Linked DNA regions of Capra hircus: region 1 is linked to region 2. A link is a contact called in public Hi-C data. All regions are on one chromosome and are shown on one strand. Each heading gives the region's core, a stretch centred on a gene start, on an enhancer-like site or on the middle of the called end of the contact. The rest is flanking DNA. Distances are from core to core; before and after follow the strand shown.

What was found. Hi-C and Micro-C count contacts between places; a contact is called where the count stands out from the background.
Region 1: a Hi-C map of liver shows a contact between it and region 2, with 2.9 times the contacts expected there. The contact joins the enhancer-like site here to the promoter of PMP22 in region 2. A contact is called at or near these places in 2 of 5 Hi-C or Micro-C datasets (blood and liver).

What each region holds. Positions count from the first base shown.
Region 1 is chr19:32,647,477-32,652,980 of ARS1.2, forward strand. No RefSeq gene overlaps it. Among named protein-coding and RNA genes, the nearest start is that of CDRT4, 27 kb to the left of the region's middle. Within about 2 kb of position 1,480, at least 3 of the 5 cell types and tissues checked have an H3K27ac peak or open chromatin away from gene starts, as enhancers often do.
Region 2 is chr19:32,459,782-32,465,371 of ARS1.2, forward strand. It overlaps PMP22 (peripheral myelin protein 22), which reads right to left and starts at 3,983. Exons shown (of 5, transcript XM_005693588.3): 1 at 3,840-3,983.

The sequences.
Region 1 (5,504 bases), core at 230-2,729, 190 kb after region 2:
CTCTCCCATCCCATCACCCTACACCAATTACAAGCTTTCCATGACCCCAAAACCATATCCCACTCAACTTCATGTCCCCATTCATTCATTCCCAAATATAACATTAATATTTGTATTTCCCAGCACCTAACACAGGTGCTGGCACAAAGCTGGTGGTCAATGAATACGAGTTGCTGGCCATACTGTGGCGAAGGGGACTGGCCTCCACAGGGAGAACAGTGGCTGAGAGTGCAGGCCAGAGGTCAGAACACTCAGGTCTCTAGCAGAGACCAGCTGCGTGACCCTGGGCAGAACCAACCGCTCTGAGCTCCCCTCACCTTATCAAGTTATGATGATATTTATAGAACCTCACAGCATGAGCAATGCCATGAACGTTAACTGAATTAGTCCAGTAGTAGTAGTTGTTTAGTCGCTAAGTCGTGTCTGACTCTTGAAACCCCATGGACTGTAGCCCGCCAGGCTCCTCTGTCCATGGGATTCTCCAGGCAAGAATACTGGAGTGGGTTGCCATTTCCTTTTTCAGGGGATTTCCCGACCCAGGAATCGAACCCAGGTCTCCTGCACTGCAGGCAGATGCTCTGAGGGAAGCTACCTCACAGCGCAGCACACAGTAAACAGTATGTCAGTGCTGCTCGTGTATTCATTTATTCGGCTGTGGCAGGTCTTCAGTGCGGCACTAGAGGTCCAAAGGTAAGCTGCCTCAAGGCATGTGGGATCTTAGTTCTAGTTCCCTGACTAGGGAGGGAACCCACATCCCCTGTATTGCAAGGCAGATTCTTAACCACTGGACCCCCAGGCAAGTCCCAGTGCTGATTATTTTTAATATCCACTGTGTGCTTCATATATTACCTACTTTGTCTCATTAAATCTCCAAACAACTTCCTGAGTTGATGTCGCCAACCCCTCCTTAGAGATTCATGTTACGGTTTGACAGAAAACAACAAAATTCTGCAAAGCAATTATCCTTCAATTAAAAAAAATAAGTAAATTAAAAAAAAAACAGAGGTAGAAGCTGGACTGCTTGGCCGGTAAGCGGCAGAGACAGAACATGAGTTCCGAGCCTGGTCTCACACCCAGTCTCTTTCTATTCCGTCTGCAAATTAGGCCGAGATAATCCTCAGCCGAGAACAACTGCAGGTGCTCACAGAGGACCCCTCAGGCACTAAGAGTCCAAAGCAGGGGCCAACATCACATCAGGATCCACCCCCAAAACAAGGGGTTCAGAGCTGTGATCAAGTCCCAACTTCCACCCGCCATGGTTGCAACCCTGGACACTCTGTCAGCACCCCAGCCAAGCTCAAAAGCCTCTTCATTCCATCAGCCCCAAGGCATCCCAAGCCTCCAGTGCCCCCAGAATGTCTGCCTCCCCCCACCCCGCCGCCGGCTCTCAGCCAGACCGCCAGCATGCCAGCCGTGCCCACGTACTGGAAAGCAGATGACAGCTGGCAGAAAACTTAGACCATGTCCGGGACAGGATGTTACTGCGCCTTTCTGAATCCTAAGCGTTCCTTCAGGCCCAGGATGCCAAACAGTTAAACACTGTCAGCACTAATGCTAGTGAATTAGAAGCAACCATCTATTAATAGAACCTATTAATAGAACCCTGGCTACAACCAAGCTCATTGGGGAAGTACTCCAGGCTTGACTAGTGATGTCTGTCAGGGCCCAGGAAGGTGGGCAGCACATAGGTACACATTTGCCAGCCCTTCTTCAGGCCAAGGGTCTACACATGAGGAGTCAGGTATTGAGGAAACACGTGGTACCCAAGGGGTTTGTCATGGGGGGGTGGGGGGAGACGCATGACAGTGGTCTCTGCCTTCAACAAGGAATGCAAGGAGGTGAGAAATCAAATAAAAATATAAATGCCAAAGATGTGTAGGGAAAATTGCTCTGTTCCTTTGTACTTGAATTTTTTACGGTGTGGGTTTTTCAGGGACTTTTTTCTAGTTTTCTCAATATGCGCTTTTTTGTCTCTTGGTTTCATCGGGTCTTAGTTGCAGCATGTGGGATAGTGAGCTCAAGTTCCAGAGCACGCAGGCTTAGCTGCCCTGAGGCTTGTGGGATCTTGGTTCCCCTACCAGGGATGGAAACTGTCCCCTGCATTAAAAGGTGGACTCTTAACCACTGGACTACCAGGAAAGTCTGGGAGGGATTGCCTGCCTCTCTCTGGGTTCCTCCTCCCCATCTCAGCATCAGAAACTGCCTGCAGGTGGAAATCCAAGGCAACTAAAAGGCTCACTTCATTTTTATCCCTTTTCTCAGGCACCACCATTGTGCACCATTTGTGGTACGATGCCAAGGTAGTAGAGGAAATTATTTTATGTATCTTGTTGAGCTTTACCATTGTTTACAATGAGAGGTTCAGTCCAGTCCTTGCTACCACATCATGGAAGTCCCCCACAACATGTATTTGTAGTTTAGTCTGTGTTTAGATCAGCACAGTCAATCCTAAAGGAAACCAACCAACCCTGAATGTTAACTGAAAGGACTGATGCTGAAGCTGAAGCTCCAGTACTTTGGCCACCTGATGCAAAAAACCGACTAATTGGAAAAGACCCTGATGTTGGGAAAGATTGAGGGCAGGAGAAGGGGGTGACAGAGGATGAGATGGTTGGATGGCATCACCAACTTAATGGACATGAGTCTGAGCAAACACTGGGAGACAGTGAAGGACAGGGAAGCATGATGGGCTGCAGTCCATGGGGTCACGGGCAGTCAGACACAACTTAGCGACTGAACTACAAAACAACAACAATAGTTATTTCTGAGCATTTTTAGAGGTTCATCCAGTTGAGAGTCCCACCAGTGATGTGTGAGAATGCCTGGTCCAGGAGCATGTGTAAATCAATCCTATGTATTGAGGAGGCTATACCAGGCTCCTACCAGTCTCCTCTGTCCATGGGATTTTCCAGGTAATAGTCCTGGAATGGACTGCCATTTCCTTCTCCAGGGGATCTTCCCAACCCAGGACTCAAACCCGGGTCTCTCACATTGTAGACAGACGCTTTACCGTCTGAGCCACCAGGGAAGTGGCTGGCACATAAGTTATCATTTAATTCCCACAATTCTGTGAGGTGGGTTTTATTGTCCGAGTTTTTCAGACAAGGAAACCAGGCTTGAAGGGATTGTTGTTGTTTAGTCACGAAGTTGTGTCTGACTCTTTGCAAACCCAGAGACTGTATAGCCTGCCAGGCTCCTCTGACAATGGGATTTCTCAGGCAAGAATACTGGAGTGTGTTGCCATTTCCTTCTCAGTGTCCAAATTCCTGCCTTGTGGTGTGGGGCCTCATGACTTTTTGTTGTTGTTGAAACTCACTTTATTTTTAAAAAGTCATGAACAATAAGTTATCATTATTTCCCCTTTTTATATCTCCATCACTTTTAACCTTGCTAATCCCTTCAAGGGCTTCCCAGGTGGCTTAGTGGTAAAGAATCTACCTGCCAATGCAGGAGACGTGGGCTTGATTCCTGGGTTGGGAATATCCCCTGGAGAAGGCGGGACCCAATAAGATGCAGAAAGAGCTTCTATTTTGTTCCTGGAGCTGGAAAAGCCTTCATGAAAATTAGTGTTTCCTTCCTTTATGCTTCTCTGGCTCATTTCACATCCTCTATGAGACAAGCTTTAAAAATACTACTGTTCATTCCGGTTAAGACTGTAGCAGTCAGCTTGGGCTGCGGTAACAAAGCAGCATAGACAAGGTGGCTTAAGCTAATAGAAGTTCACCTCTCACAGTTCCAGGAGGATGGAAGTCCAAGATCAGAGTGCCAATGGATTCAGCTGGACCTGCAGACAGACAGTTTCTCTGTGTCCTCACATGGCCTTTCCTCGGCGTGGGCACAGGAAGTGATCTCTCTTCCTGTTATTATAAGGCCACCTATAAGGACCCATCCTGCCTTATTTAACCTCTTAGTTACCTCCTAAAAGCTCTGCCTCCAAATAGTCACAGTGGTTAGGTTTTCAGCATAGAATGTGTGTATGAGCTTAGTCACTCAAGTCATTTCCAACTCTTTGTGACCCCAAAGATGGCAGCCCACCAAGTTCCTCTGTCCATGGGGTTCTCCAGGCAAGAATACAGGAGTGGGTTGCCATTTCCTCCTCCAGGGGATCTTCCCAACCCAGGGATGGAAACTGCGTCTCTTATCTCTTCTGCATTGGCAGACAGGTTCTTCACCACTAGCGCCACCTGGGTAGCTCACGTTTATATCTCCTGCTGGTCTGTTTCTCTGACTGATACAAGCAGATACACACATACACAACGAATTACTAGGCAGTGTCCTATGCGCTATGATTGGGGAAGCATCGCACATGGTACCTGGCAGTGTAACTCAAGCCTCAGTCAGACTCGCCAGATCTGAGTCTTGGCACCATCATATACCAGACACACCATGAACTTGGGTGAATTCCTACATTCTGCAGGCCTGTTTCCTTATGTGTAAAATGGTGAGAGTATCTCCCTCTTGAGGTTATCGCAAGGGGTCAAAGAGGTTCTTATCTTGCTTGAGAACACACCACCAGTAAGGACAAAGCCAGGTTTTACACTCAAGACTGTCTGCCTCCAGTGCGTGTTCCCTTAGCCCTATGCTGAATCACCTTCTCCTTGGGAATTACACTTCAGCTGTTCTTTTTTTTCATATTTATTTATCTGGCTGTCAGGTCTTAGTAGCGACACACGGGATTTTCACTGCAGTGTGCAGGCTTCTCTAATTGTGGCTTCAAGACTCCAGAGTGCATGGGCTCAGTACCTGAAGCTCTGGGCTTATTTGCCCCACATGTGGAATCTCAGTTCCCTGACCAGGGATCAAACCTGCATCCCCTGCATTGGAAGGCAGATTCTGAGCCACCTGATGGCCAGGAAGTCCCACAGCTGTTTGTCCTTCAACAGGCACGTTTGCCAAAGGCAGCCCATACATTGTTATGGCTTCAACTCTGCTCTGCAGAGAGGCCTCATAAATTCCTAGCTTTTGCCCAGTCCTAATGGAAATCCATCGTTCCATTGCATCCTGGTACCTGGATGTAAACACTGGCTTCAAACCAAACACATCTTACATTCAAACTCATCATCTTCCCCTGACACTGACCAGTCCTGGCTTCACCTGTCTCTAGTTGTATGACCCAGGGAAAGCTGCTGACCTTTTAATCCTCAGAGTTCCACTGTTCAACCGGGGGAGAGGGCGTTGGTGATATGAGGAAAGCAGACATGTATCATGTATGGAGTGCCTAACTCGGTGTCTGGTACGCTGTAAGTACTAAATAACTGCACTTATTCATCCAGCATCTACTCATTCATAGGCACTGGTTTTAATTAATTTCACAACAGGAAACATGGATTTAGTCCTAACTCACTACTTGCAGGCTAATTTTCCAGGAAAACTATTATTTCCCACCAAATCAAGTAAACAAGATGCTCCAGTCTGGCTCTTTTCTTTGCATTTTACGTTGATGTATTGCCATCTAGTGGACCCTGCAAAAGTTACAAGCAAAAGAGGAAAAGGGCGCGCAGAGA
Region 2 (5,590 bases), core at 2,733-5,232:
AGGCTGCAGCGCGCCTCCACCCACCCAGGCGCTCCGGGGGCGGCCCAGCTTGCGGAAGGGGGGCAGGAAAGGGAGAGCGAGCGCTCTCCCGGTGGAGTGGAGGTGGGGGCTGGGGGCAAGGGCTTAGGTCTCTGCGAGAGGCCCGGGGATACCAGCGGCGTGCCGGGAGGGAGAGCGCGAGACGGAGAGGCGGGTCCCCAGACTGCTCCGCGTTTCGTTAGGCTCCGAGTTTCCACCCAAGTTTGGCCCGCGCGGGGGAGCCGCCCTGACCCCACCACCGCTTGGCAAAGACACCCGCGGCCCCGTAGAGAAGGCGCAGAGCCGAGGGAAGAGGAAAGAACCGCCCGGGAGAATTGCTGGGGCCGGTGCCTCCTGCCCTCCCCGGGCGCTGGTCGGGCCGATGCGCTCAGGGCCCTGGCTGGAGGGGAGCAAGTGTCCGTGCGAAGGAGAGGCGGGGGTAACGGGGTGAGCCCCCCCATAAATAAGTGCAGCAGCACGGAGCCGGCAGGACCTCTTCTATCCGCCACGGTGTGGTCCTCACCCCACACCTCACATCCCGGGTCTGATCTGCGGGAGGATCCGCACGTTGCTAAGACGGAGCTGCGTTTAGAGAACTGCTGAAGGACAGAGTCTTGGGCTAGAAACAATGATTCAATAACTTCAGTGTTAAAGTACCCAGTCAGGCCCCTCCGTCCTCTCCTTCAGTAACACTTTCCAAAAAAAAAAAAAAAAAAAACCTGGAACGTGAGAAGAAATAAGCAGGGTTTTCTGACGTCTCCCAGAAGGTTTAAATTAAATCCAGTGACTCCTCATGCCGAGGAGGCGGGGGAGGGAAGTGGGGGGAGACAAGAGAAAGATGAACGGGTATGTAGCTAGAAATTGAGGGGCCCCGGGGACCCTATACCCTGAAGATGTCCACCGCAAGGACTGCTTTGCCAGCGAGTCTCCGAGTAGGCGACTTTCCAGCGAGACGAAAAGTCCTCCGCGCCTTCCCCACATCCAGACATCAGCACTCGCGCCCCCGGCGGTTCATAGACCCGCAGGTTCTCCATACCAGACCCTTACAAGCCCCGCAGGAACGACGCCGGACAGGCGGTGTTCTGCCAGCTATCGGGGACCGCGCCAGCCCGAAGCCCCCTCGCTCCGCGCTTTCTGGCGCCGTCGATGGAAGATGCCCGCATTCCTCCTCCGTCTCCTCCACTCTCCCGGCCAAAGCACTTACGGCCCAAAGGATAGCTGTCCCCGATCCTCAGAGATCCTCAGAGCTGCCTCGGGCACACACTCCGTGCGTGCGCTCAGCGGCTGGCGTCCGCAAAGACAGCTGCGCTGCGGGGCTACGCGCGCCAAGCGAGGGGCAGGAGGGAGGCTCCCGGCGTTCCCCTTTAACGGGAACAACGCCCTGTCTGCGTCGCTGCAGTAGGGTGTGTCCCTGGGTCAGCGTGTGCAGGGGGGCGGGACTCGGGGAGGGGAGAGAGCAGCGGGAAGAGAGGGAGGGCAGGAGACAGCCTGGGCCTTACGCTGCGCCCCGGGAGAAAGTCGATGACGGCAAAACCACTGGGACTTATCCTGGAAACTAGCAGACCGCGCAGCTTTCTCACCTCCGTTTCCCCTGGTTTCGCTCACTTTACCGAGACCAAGAGTTGACCGATATACTGGCCCCTCCGCCCCCTCCGCCCACGTGAGAAAGTCGACCAGAGGCTGCCCCCGCGGGTGCCCAGCGCCGGGCTCTGGGACGCACGCCTTCGGACCGCGCCCACGCGGAGGTCCAGCCTGGATGCGCCTCCCACGGATAGGGGGAGATGGCACTTAAGCGCAGGCAGACATCCCTCCCCTGGAGTCCTGGCGCCCCTGGCCTGCCCCAGCGTCCTAGCGGGGCTCACCCGCACCGAGCCCGCCCGCGCGATCCCGTCTGCGCCCAGGCGGTGCGCCAGTTGCCTCGGATTCCCGGGACGGATCTAGCGGGCCTGCTTGGGGGAAAGTTGGAGGAGAAGGGGAAAAGGCTGCCCACTGCAGGACAGCGCGCCCGGGGGTCGCTGGGCAAATCCAGACCACAACCGGGTACGCTCCAGACGAGTTTGCTGGCTTGATGCCCGGCCTGGGCTGGCGTCCCCGGCCACAGGGTGGGGAGTTGGCCATTTGAGGTGGGGGAAGAGCAGCCAGGGAAATCAGCTGATTCATAGCCGGCTGAAGGCGGTCCGCCCAGCGTCACGGGGAGAGAGGATAGCCCTTCCGGGCTCAGGGTGGGTGCGCCCCAGTAAGAGGGGAAGACGCTCTGGGAGCCCGCCTTGATGCAGGAACGCGGAGCGGGAAGGTGGGCGTAACAGGTCTGCCTGCCAACGCAGCAGGTCATACACAAGTCATCAGCACCTGCCAGCGCTCTGTGTCACAGAACATCAGCGCTCTGAATGACTCAAATACCCGCATCTACTTATTTTACTATCTGAAAGCAGCTGCCTGTGGTAGCTAATTATACATTCTTCAAGCAAAGATAATTTGGAAAAATTCTTCAAACAATTGTCTTTCAAAAATCCTTAGATTAAAAAGACAATCCTTGGGAAATTTTTGTTCACTGCCCAGTGATACGGCAGGTGGGTTAGCAGGACTCTGAGGTGGTCTGTAAGAGGCGGTGTGGTGCACTGGTTAGCCATGGAGGCTCAAACAAACCGGATTAGCCTGCTTACTCAGGGCTGTGGATTTGGTCAGTTTGCTGAGGTACCGGGTGCTTCAGTTTTCTCATCTGCAAACAGGACTGCGAATGCCCATTCTAAAAGGTAATGGTGTTGATTAAAAGAGATAGTGTGTGAAATACTTAGCATAGTGTCTGGAACCAAATAAAGGATCAGTAGTACCCAGGAAATTGTCACTCTTATTATTAATATTATTTCACATTTAATCCTCACGACAACATTTTAAGGAAAGCCCGACCCCCTAAACTAAAATTGCTTATCAGCCCCCTAGATTGAAAGCACATTTGTAGGTGGGACTAACTAAACTCATGGGAGTGATCACTTTCCTCCTGGGTCATATTCTAGGCTGGGTTTGCCCTGGGAATTATTGCCTGCCTTTGTGCTATCCAGACTTTTTATTTATTAAACCAACATTGACACGATCACCAGGTTCCCGGGACTGTTCTAAGCACTTTATAAATATTAGCATATCTACTCAGGATTTTCTTCCTTTCTTATCTTTTTCCCAGCTAAACTTCTGAATGAAATATAGACATCTAGAAAAGTGCACACAGGGTAAGGCATAGCTCATCTCTTCTTCCTTCCCTTTGCACCCAAGGTTTTCGTCATTAACCACGTCACACAATAGTCACACTGCAGGACATCTGAACCCACCTGTCCCTGTCAATCAGTCACTTCACTGCCCCTCCCCTGCCTCCTGCCCACTCAGCCCCCCAGCTGTGGAAGACAAATGCTGCCGCCTCGGGTGATGTCACCAGCTCGGCCACACCCAGATCCCGGCCAGGGCTCCGTTACGAGTGGAAGCTTCTCCCCAACCTGCTTACAATCCAAGGTCACCTGCCAGCTGTGTGCGTGGAGCTGTTTTCCATCAGGGCAGGCGTGTCTGGTCCCCTTCCTCCCTTCAACTCTGGATGTGCCAGGGTTTCTAGGTGCTCCCAATGGGCTTTTCTGGCCTCCCCAGCCAGAGTGTATATCCAGCTCTTAACCAAGGATTTTAGAAACCCTCGGATTCTCTGGTCATTTCCAACACGCGCGCCATCTCCCCTGCGATCCTTTCCATTTGTGGTTTGCAGGGTGTGGGGCTGGGCAGCAAGTGCTCTGTAAATCATGAGCACACACCATCCAGAGGCACAGTCTGCCAAGACAACTCACCGGGCCAAACAGGGTCACCCCTTCCTCCACGCAGCTCTCTTCACACTCGGACGCGTGTCAGGCAGGCCCCTCCCAGGACAGGGCAGCCGAGACACCAGCAGCTGGCAGGTCTAGTCCTGCTGCTTCCCACCAGGATCCCCGGAATGCGCCCTGGTGGTGCTCCCCAGTAACTGAAGCCAGACCAGGCGTCTATCCAGTTTATTCAGGGGCTGGTCCAATGCTGGGATATGTCATGGTGGCCTGAGAGCGTCTCAGCCTCTACTGTTTAAAGAGACAGCACCCAGCTTTGTGTCCTCACCAGAACACAGTGATCCCAAGAGGCCCTTGGAGCGTGGGCAGCCTGGACTGGAGGGAGAGGAGCTCCAGGTGTGCCCGAAAGCTGGGATGCCGAGGCCATTCTCACCGCCAGTGCCAGCCTGTATCAGAGCAAAGTGATCACCCAGTCCTCAGTGTCCCCCCACCCCCAGTGAAGTCTTCGAAGATGAAACATGGGGTGGGCCAAAAGGTTCGTTCAGGTTTTTCTTTTCAGCGTATACAAAAGCTCAAACAGACTTTGAGGCCAGTGCAGTGCACTATGTGTATAACGTGTGTGCAGGTAGGTTTCACCCTTTATCAACAACATCATTTTAAGGCACTCAGACATTGCACAGGTCATCCCTTCACAGGATCTCAGCAGGGAACCAAATCAGGACCCCCATCCCAGCCCCCAGCCACAAAGGGCCCCCGCCACCTGCCATGACTGTCTAGACCTCTCTCTGCCCTGTCACGCAGGCAGGCATTGACACACAGCTCCTGGAAAAGGGTTCCTACAGCTCTGTCTTCCATGGGCTTTTAATCGAGTCAGGATTAAATGTTGACCTTCAGGAGATAATTCAAATAAATAAGCCTCTGTTGAGAACATTCTAACATGTCGGGCAGGACAGGTTGGAAGAACGATGGAAAAGCTATGGAGAGCCACGCAAAGGAAAGGAGGGTGCTTCTCAGACTCTTTGACGCTTGGACCCCTTCAAGCTTTCAGAAAACATTCTCCAAGGGGTGGGAGAACTGGGAGACTGGGATTGACACATATAACAGATTGACACTGTGTTTAAGGTCGATCACTAATGAGAACCTGCTGCAGAGCACAGGGAATTCTCCTCAATGCCCTGTGGTGACCTGAATGGGAAGGAAAGCCAAGAATGAGGGGATATATGTATACGTATAGTTGATTCACTTTATTGTACAGCAGAAACTGACACAACATTGAAATACAACTGTACTCCAGTAAAAATTAATTTTAAAAAAGAAAGACAGACAATGTCCTGCATCTCTCCCAAGGTCTCTAGGTGGAAGCTTCCGGGCAAGGGGGCTTGGTTTCAGTGAATGAGTTTCCTGAAATTCGGGCAGTTTATCTCCCTCTTCTGTGAAGGGTCCCCCGTCTGGAGCACCCATGCATGCAGGGAGGTCCCTGACACTTTCTGTTCTGTTCTGCTGGACTCCACAGGCAGGAGGGAGTCCTGCCCCCAGGCAGCATCTCCCCAGTCACAGGGAAACCATTTAGCCTGTTGCCATATCTCGGATTTCAACTTTGGCTGCTCCTCAGAATCAGTCCTTGATTGGGAACGTCCTTGCCCAGACCCAGAACCACACATGGACGCGGTGGTCTGGGAGGGGGCTCAGCTGTAGGTCATTTCTAACATTCACCGGGATGTGCCAGCATCCAGTCAGATCGTCACGTGGCGTCAGTTCCATTCAGTTGCTCATTCGTGTCT